Linked DNA regions of Mus musculus: region 2 is linked to region 1. The links are chromatin contacts, called in public promoter capture Hi-C maps. All regions are on one chromosome and are shown on one strand. The core of a region is the stretch at or near the end of the contact, and the rest is flanking DNA. Distances in the headings are between cores, read along the strand shown.

Region 1 (3,985 bases), core at 758-3,257:
AAATTCTCATGACTTTTCACAAAATCAAAAACAATCACCCGAACATGCAGAGAGAACCACAAAAGACTTCAGATCATGAATGCAATCCCGAGTCAAATGCATAACACTAAAGGCATTTATTATATAAATTTCCTGATTTTTGAGTTTATAGTACATGGTGTATGGTTAAAAAAAAAAAAGGCACATGTAATCCAATGGAATATAGTTCAGAAGGAAACCCACCCAAGTCAGCTAGTTCTTTAAGAAAGCATACAGAGGGGGTGAGTAACAATGCCCTGGGACAGATACAGGAAGATGGCTGAATTATCCCAGCAGTGGCCATGGTGAGTTAGCCACACTCCCAAACCCATCATCCTTGCAAAATCATCCACTAAGAGTCTTCACAAAAGCTTCAAGCAATTTGGTGAAATGCTGATATAGTGCCCAAAGTCTTAGGGAGATGCAGACGGCCCCACTGCTTCTCCAGACACTTTATGTAGCAAGGTCCTAATGCTACTTTAATGTAACTTTGAAACATAAGTCCAATTTACTCGCTACTCATGGACTCCTCTTCCTTGGAACCGCACTGTTTCAAGCCTTTCCACCCTGTGCCTATGAGGAACACTGAAGCGAGGATAATTAAGACAATGTACAAACTTAAAAGCCACTTCTTTTCTTGGTTCTTAGATGCTCTTTCCATGGGCAGATCTAAAAATAAAAGGTATGTGAGCCATTAGAAGGCATAATTTACTTTCAAGATACAATAAATATATTTAAATGATTTCTTTTGGTCGTCCCCCCCCCCTTGTCAATTAAGTAACATGGAAAAGTTAAGTACAGTAGCACAGCATTTGAAACTTTATCTAAGATCGACCCCAAGACATGGAAACAATGTTTCAAAGGTTTCCAGACTATTCTACACCATTTCGTGACTACAATAAAACCCCCTTATAGCCCTGTGAGTGCTGGAAATCTAGTGATCTGAAGTGCAGGTTGCTTACAGTAAGACTGCCTGACTTTCACTCACTACAGGATTCTCAACAGAACCTCACTATGCTAATATAGTACCTCCTTTGTAGGCAACAGATTATTATCTTCCTACCTTAGGATTGTATTTCTATACATCAAATTGCATTACTGAGTTCCCACACAATTTGTAAATGTGATAAAAAGCAGATGCGGATCTCTCCCAAATGATAGAGATGTCAGAATGAGAGGGGGGAGGGGGAGGGGGAGGGAGGGAAAGAGAAAGTGAGAGAAAGAGAAAGAGAAAAAAAAAGAAAAAAGAAAAAAACGGATAGCCCAAGGCACCCTACTGGCCTCACACCCATGTAACAGAAACTATGAGCAGAGTTAATAATATTTGGTCCCATTATTTGAGGAAAAAAAATCTTTTGATTCCAAATATTATCAGTCTCTTTCCAGGTGGTAAAATGTGGCTTTCTTTGGATGAAAATAAGTGATCTTATAACTTTTTCTCAATAGCTATTTAAAGACAGAGATACTTGCCGTGCTTGCCAGACCACAGCGATGCTGACCTTTTTGTCGTAGGATATTGACAGTTGGGAGGTGAGTAGCCGGCATTGCAGTGGCAGACACCATGAGAATTGCACACCTAGGGTTAGTTTGAATGTTAGTGTAAATGATTTTCTTCTAATTATGAAATTATGTGCTAGGTTATAATATTTACTTTTTTATCTTAGCCAAGAATGACTGAATTCATTTTGATTTAAATAGAGAATTCCATAGAGGGAATATCTGGTTTCTTAGGCTAAAACTCACACATCAAAGGAAGACATGTTTAAAAACTGCGAAGAGAGACTTATATTTGTATGAAGAAACTGTAGTGAATTCAAATGTTTGCCCTTAAATTTAGAGAGCAGTTTCAGGCACATAGATCATCTCTAAACCTGGCAGTGTGTTGCAGGCAGTAGGCCAGATGTCAGCATCTGTCTTTTCCCTTGTCTAGGTTCTGTAGACTGTCGGCTGTTTCAGCCATCAGCCTTTACAAGGAAAGACCTGGACCTTCCCCAGGCTGATTGTGAATCATTTACTAGCAATTGGATGCTTTTCCTGTTACTCAGCTTAATGCCATCTTAACTGGATCTAAATCGAAACAAAAAAAAAAAAAAAAACCTCAGCAACTTCCATGAGAATAAATTTTCTAAATGCAAAGAAATTGAGATTTGGGGGCAGGGAGCCAAATGAAAATTATTGGCAATGAAAAAAAATCACAGTGAGAAGCACCATCAACAGACTAGTTCACACAGAAAGTCCTCACATCATCGTCCCGAGTTCATCACTCAGATAAACAATAATTCAAACATGATCCATCGTGGCCTTACTTTTGAGGACTCTGGTGTGAACATCAGGGGCTAGAAGGACCTGATGCTGTAATCTTTAGTTGAAAGCCCATTCAACTAAATTACAGCAGAGCATTAGCCATATATAGAGAGAAGTAGTGTGCAAAAGGACATTTAGAGCCACAGACAGGCATCACTACAAAGTCTCCTCCATGGGACTTTAGAGATGCACTGCTGGGAAGGATGCAGAAGAACCCTTAAAGCCAAAGCCAGGTGTGGAGGCACAAGCCTAGAACCCCAGCACTCACACGGCTAAGGCAGAAAAGACACTGGTTCTTAGGCAGGCTTGGGCTCCAAAGTAGGTACTTGTCTCAAAACGTGACAAGCAAATACTCTTTAATATCACATGACACAGGCTGGCTGATTAGATTTACTAATAAACAAACAAACAAACAAACAGATGACTATTCTCTGAGGTGAGGGTGGGACAGCACCTGCCCTGATGAGCACACAGGTTTGTAGAAAGGGAAGCGTGAAGATGGTGTAGTGAGATGTTAAATCTTGAGTGTGAGCTGCAGTCTCTCTCTCTCTCTCTCTCTCTCTCTCTCTCTCACACACACACACACACACACACAAACACACATCAGGAATTAGATGTGCATGTATGTCCTGAACATATGTTATATATCATATATATATATATATGATGTATATCCTAAATATATATATGATGTATATCCTGAATAAATATGTAATATATATCCTAAATATATATGATATATAATCTGTGACATATATCCTAAATATGTGATATATATCCTAACTATATGTATATTTATACATACATACATTTATACATCATATAAATACATTTACACATATGTCACAGATATCCTAAAAGGTGACCACAAGGCAAAATTAGAAGCAATGAAGGAAACAGTTCACCAGAAAGGCCTAGTGATTGTCAACATAAACATGCACAGGTTGTCAGCACTCCCAGTTTGATGAAAGAGAGATTATTGCCTATAAAGGAATAGGCTGGTGAGATGCAATGTTTTGGGGACATTTTGATACCCCACCCTTACCAACATGCAGATGAGAGAGAGAGAGAGAGAGAGAGAGAGGAGAGAGAAGATTTAAATTTCACTATAGGTCAAATTAACTTAGATGACACAAAAAACATCCCATCTGAGACTATGCCGGGGCCCAGCAAACACAGAAGTGGATGCTCACAGTCAGCTAATGGATGGATCATAGGGCTCCCAATGGAGGAGCTAGAGAAAGTAGCCAAGGAGCTAAAGGGATCTGCAACCCTATAGGTGGAACAACATTATGAGCTAACCAGTACCCCGGAGCTCTTGACTCTAGCTGCATATATATCAAAAGATGGCCTAGTCGGCCATCACTGGAAAGAGAGGCCCATTGGACTTGCAAACTTTATATGCCCCAGTACAGGGGAATACCAGGGCCAAAAAGGGGGAGTGGGTGGGCAGGGGAGTGGGGGTGGGTGGATATGGGGGACTTTTGGTATAGCATTGGAAATGTAAATGAGTTAAATACCTAATAAAAAATGGAAAAAAAAAAAAAAAACATCCCATCTTACAGCAACAGAATTAATATCCTTCTCAGCAGATAGTGAATCCTACTCCAAAACACACACACATACTTTGGCAAATAAATCAAGTCTTAGCAAATGCAAAAAT
Region 2 (3,985 bases), core at 441-2,940, 140 kb after region 1:
ACCCAACTACATCACCACCCAACTACATCACCACCCCACCACACCACCCAACTACATGACCACCCAACTACATCACCACCCCACCACACCACCCCATCTTTTAAATACAAATCCTAACTACTAAGTGCAGGAGAGCTACCCAGTAAAGCTCAGCCTCCTCCAGAGGCATCCTGTAAGGATATGGAAGGTGTCCAATGGGGCGAGCAACAGGGCATCTGAGAAGAACACACTTTATATAGGTTCGCTTTAAATTCTCAAAGTATCAAGAAGAAAATAAATTACCTGTACGTTGGGATGGTCAGAGAGTAGGGAGCCTTCCTTGTCGTAGGTGTAAACTACAAAATCATTAGGTAAAAGGTCTCTGGAAGAGGAATAAAACAAACCATTTAAATGTACCAAGTATCGACAGCCTAGGGCACAGCTCATAAGAAGTTATTCCCAGAAGAGAGGAGCAGAAATAAGTCTTAAAAAGCTTTTTATACGATCCTTTTTTTTTTTAAAGAAAGAGTTACTATAAAACTAAAAGCTAATCAACACACTCAAGCCTGAACCGCAGCCGACTGATGTAAAGATGCAACTTGCTTTCTTGGCACAAAATGTCCACTGGTAACAACAGTATTCTTAACTTTTTCTGCTATAAATCACGAGAAAATAACAAATCAGGCTGCTTGACACTGTCATATTTGTATAAGAAAAATAAGTATTTTCTATTCTTTCCTACCGAGTACTATGTAAATACGAAATACTCACTGCTTTAACCGACTTATGAAGACAAATGGCTGCTGTCAATTGCTAAAGGAAACGTTTCCCCCTCATGCCAAGGGAACAGTTGTGTAACCAGGGCCAAGCAAGGTTCTTCCACACTGTTCACAGTAGCTCGGAGGTGATCTCCAAGCTTGTGGAAATCCAGGGGTTCAGGGTGCACTGTGCTTGATAAAGTTCCAAAGAGTCAGAGGATACCCAAAACCAACTGTCTGTGCTGTTCAGAGATGGACAGACTGATAGCTTCCCCCAGGCCCACTGCTCACTCTGACTGACTTTAGCTACATGACCACTATAGTGAAACCCTTGGTGAAATTCTCTCTGGTCCCCTGAATACAGGAAGCCTTGTGGTAGCAAATCCCTTGTGGCCAAGAAAAGACCCTGGAATGCTTGAACCTCTGACTCCTGAGTTTTCTTTGCCCCTGTGTGCTGTGTCTCTGTGATGTCCTTTGGGAACAGTATTCAGAAGAGCTTATGGAATTGAGTCTTTCCAGAAGCTGACCCCATTGGGGCACTGGCAGCTATAACAGACACACAAACACACACACACACCACACTCTCACATATGCATACCCTTCATACACACTCACATACACACACACACCCTACCCCTTTACACACTCACATACACACACACATACCCTTCACACACACACTCTCATACACACATACATACACATCCTTCATATACACACACATACATACACATCCTTCACACACACACACATACACACCCTTCACACATACACACACACAGATGCACACGCGCACTCACTCCTACATACTTCACTCTCCCTAAAGGTGAACCTGAAAAGAATTAAGCTCCTGCACATTTCTACAGAAGTTGCAGCCTGCCGGCCCCAGCATAAACCCTCCTGGACTTCAGCTGCAGGCCTACCACTGTGCAGCAGGGTCAGCAAAAACTGAATCTGCTGATGCCAGAGCTCAGGCTCTGCTAAGCAACATCTAACTAGAAAAGAAATCAATATACTGTTGAGGGGAAAACATAATTAAAAGGGCAAAGTAAATGAACTTTCTTACGTGTTTCTTTCCAAGTGAATAATATGCTGTTTTCCTTGGGCCTGGATGACGTAAGAGATCTAAATGCACAGAGAAGGGGGAAAAAAGCAATAATAAAACACAACCTTGTAACTTACTCTTCAACCTATCATGCAAGGCAGGAAAGTTGATCCTAAATTAACACAACTTGGCACTGACTACAACTGTTTATACACTGTATTCTTACATAACAGATATTCTATCCATCTCTGGCCTTTAATATCTGATCATGGATACTGGCCTATATGTGTGTCTACTCTTTTTTAATTTGTTTTAGATCTAGTTATTTTATCTTGTGTGGGTTTCTGCAAACACCACAGCCAACAGAATGTCAGTCTTCAAGAGGCAAGAAGGCAGTCTGGTTCAACACGACTGAGGAGCAGGTCCTGGCTCAAACTTGCAGTTTGACACCTGGTAGTTTATTTCAGGCATATTTAAGGACAGCACGGTTTGGGGAAAGGTTTCCTGGTGATGATTAACTCAATCACACACACACACAATAAAGCTTAAGACATGACTACCTGGAAATTCTTTGTAAAGTAACATGTGACATCTTTCACGAAGATGGGTTCTATAGATAGGCTACATGTGTTATCTTAAGGGCCTATGGGAGGACCTGGTATGGTGTCTGTCATACACAGAGAAAGGTCACGAGGGAGGCCAGTAACCACCTGCACCCCCAGCCTATGTCTAACATTCCTGGTCTCCCCGCTGCTTATCTATGAGCACAGGGGTCTCTGTGCCTCCTACGCTAGTTTACAAATATGAGCACTTTGCCAGTCTGTATGCGTACCACACATGCATCAGGTGCCCTTGGAGTTCAGAAGAGGTCATGTTCAAGGGCTTGGTTCCAAGCACACTCTTGAGAGGTACAATGGGCCCACATGTACACAGCTACAACATGGTTAACAACAGAATCAACTTCCTCCAATAAGGAAACAGCACCCGATTTCCTTATAGTTAAACCATTTATGTTGTAATGTTTTAAACCAGCATATAAGGTATTTGCTATTAAAACTCAATTTTGAGTAAATATTCCCAAGCATTACCATGCTATACTTGAATATTCTATCAGGAATTAAGTAAAGGGTATTCTCATTGTCAGAGTGAAGTGGCAGCCAGAGTCCCAACTCAACTACAGAGTTCCACTCCCTTCATTCTGTTGTGTTTGAGTGTTTTGTACTTTAAAATCAGAGATACTGAAGCTTACTCTGTCATTTCTTATTAGAATAATGTCCGCTGGACACCAATGCCATAAGGTGACGCATATAGTAATTACTCCCCACACTGACCACTGTGCAAGTACCACCTTTCATTAAGAAAAGCAACTGCAACTGCAACTTGAGTATATTCGTTCATAGTTCTCAAGAGATGACTTACCTGCTGTGAACTGGGCCCCAGAGCTTCCCTTCTTTCTCTAGTTAATCTCCAAGGAGTAATAATTTCATAAGAAGAAAGATGGACAGTCTGTTCCAAGTCTGCAGCAAAAAGAACAACAATAAAGCAGAGTGAGCCTCCACAGTATCAAAATACTGGAAATAAAAACAGTGTTCAGATGGGAGCAATGGACATGGAATGGACACTTTAACAATCCCAGCACTTGGGAGGCAGTGGCAGGAGGCTCTTTGTGAGTTCCAGGTCAGCCTGGTCTACACAGTGACTTCCAGGATGGTTAGAGCTACATAATGAGACCCCCACCTTCAAACAAACAAACAAACAAACAAAACCTAATATTTAAATGACTGAAAAACCTACCTAATACTCATGTGATTTTTTTTATTTTCACATTTGTTATTATTATCCTATTTTACAAGAGTGTTTTGTCTGCATATATGTCTGTTTACTACCATGTGCATGCATGGTACCCACAGAGGTCACAGAGGTCAGAGGAGAATGTCAGATCTACTGGAAGTGGAGCTACAGACAGTTGTGAACCACCATATGGATGTTGGGAACTGAATCTGGGTCCTTTGGAAGAGCAGCCAGTGCTCTTAGCCGATGAGCTATCTCTTTAGCCCCTCGAATGATGTTCATATATAATCCTCAGTAAAGATAAGGGTGAAAATACTGAAAGATGCCAATTTGAACAGTGTGTGTGTATGTGTGTGTGTGTATATGTGTGAGTGTGTGTTTAATATTTCAAACATTTTATATCTGTATACTC

Evidence for each region. Capture Hi-C pulls out chosen DNA fragments and counts their contacts.
Region 2: a promoter capture Hi-C map of pancreatic islet shows a contact between it and region 1. The contact joins two enhancer-like sites. A contact is called at or near these places in 1 of 484 Hi-C or Micro-C datasets (nephron progenitors) and 2 of 9 other capture datasets (liver and pancreatic islet).

Annotation. Positions count from the first base shown.
Region 1 is chr8:24,862,859-24,866,843 of GRCm38.p6, forward strand. Adam32 (a disintegrin and metallopeptidase domain 32) reads right to left here. Exons shown (of 22, transcript NM_153397.2): 18 at 1,489-1,594; 19 at 531-687. Among named protein-coding and RNA genes, the nearest start is that of Adam5, 40 kb to the left of the region's middle. Within about 2 kb of position 2,008, at least 15 of the 459 cell types and tissues checked have an H3K27ac peak or open chromatin away from gene starts, as enhancers often do. A contact at or near this core is called in pancreatic islet, where this site is marked.
Region 2 is chr8:25,002,976-25,006,960 of GRCm38.p6, forward strand. Adam9 (a disintegrin and metallopeptidase domain 9 (meltrin gamma)) reads right to left here. Exons shown (of 22, transcript NM_001270996.1): 2 at 3,202-3,299; 3 at 1,804-1,862; 4 at 283-361. Among named protein-coding and RNA genes, the nearest start is that of Adam9, 12 kb to the right of the region's middle. Within about 2 kb of position 1,691, at least 10 of the 459 cell types and tissues checked have an H3K27ac peak or open chromatin away from gene starts, as enhancers often do. A contact at or near this core is called in pancreatic islet, where this site is marked.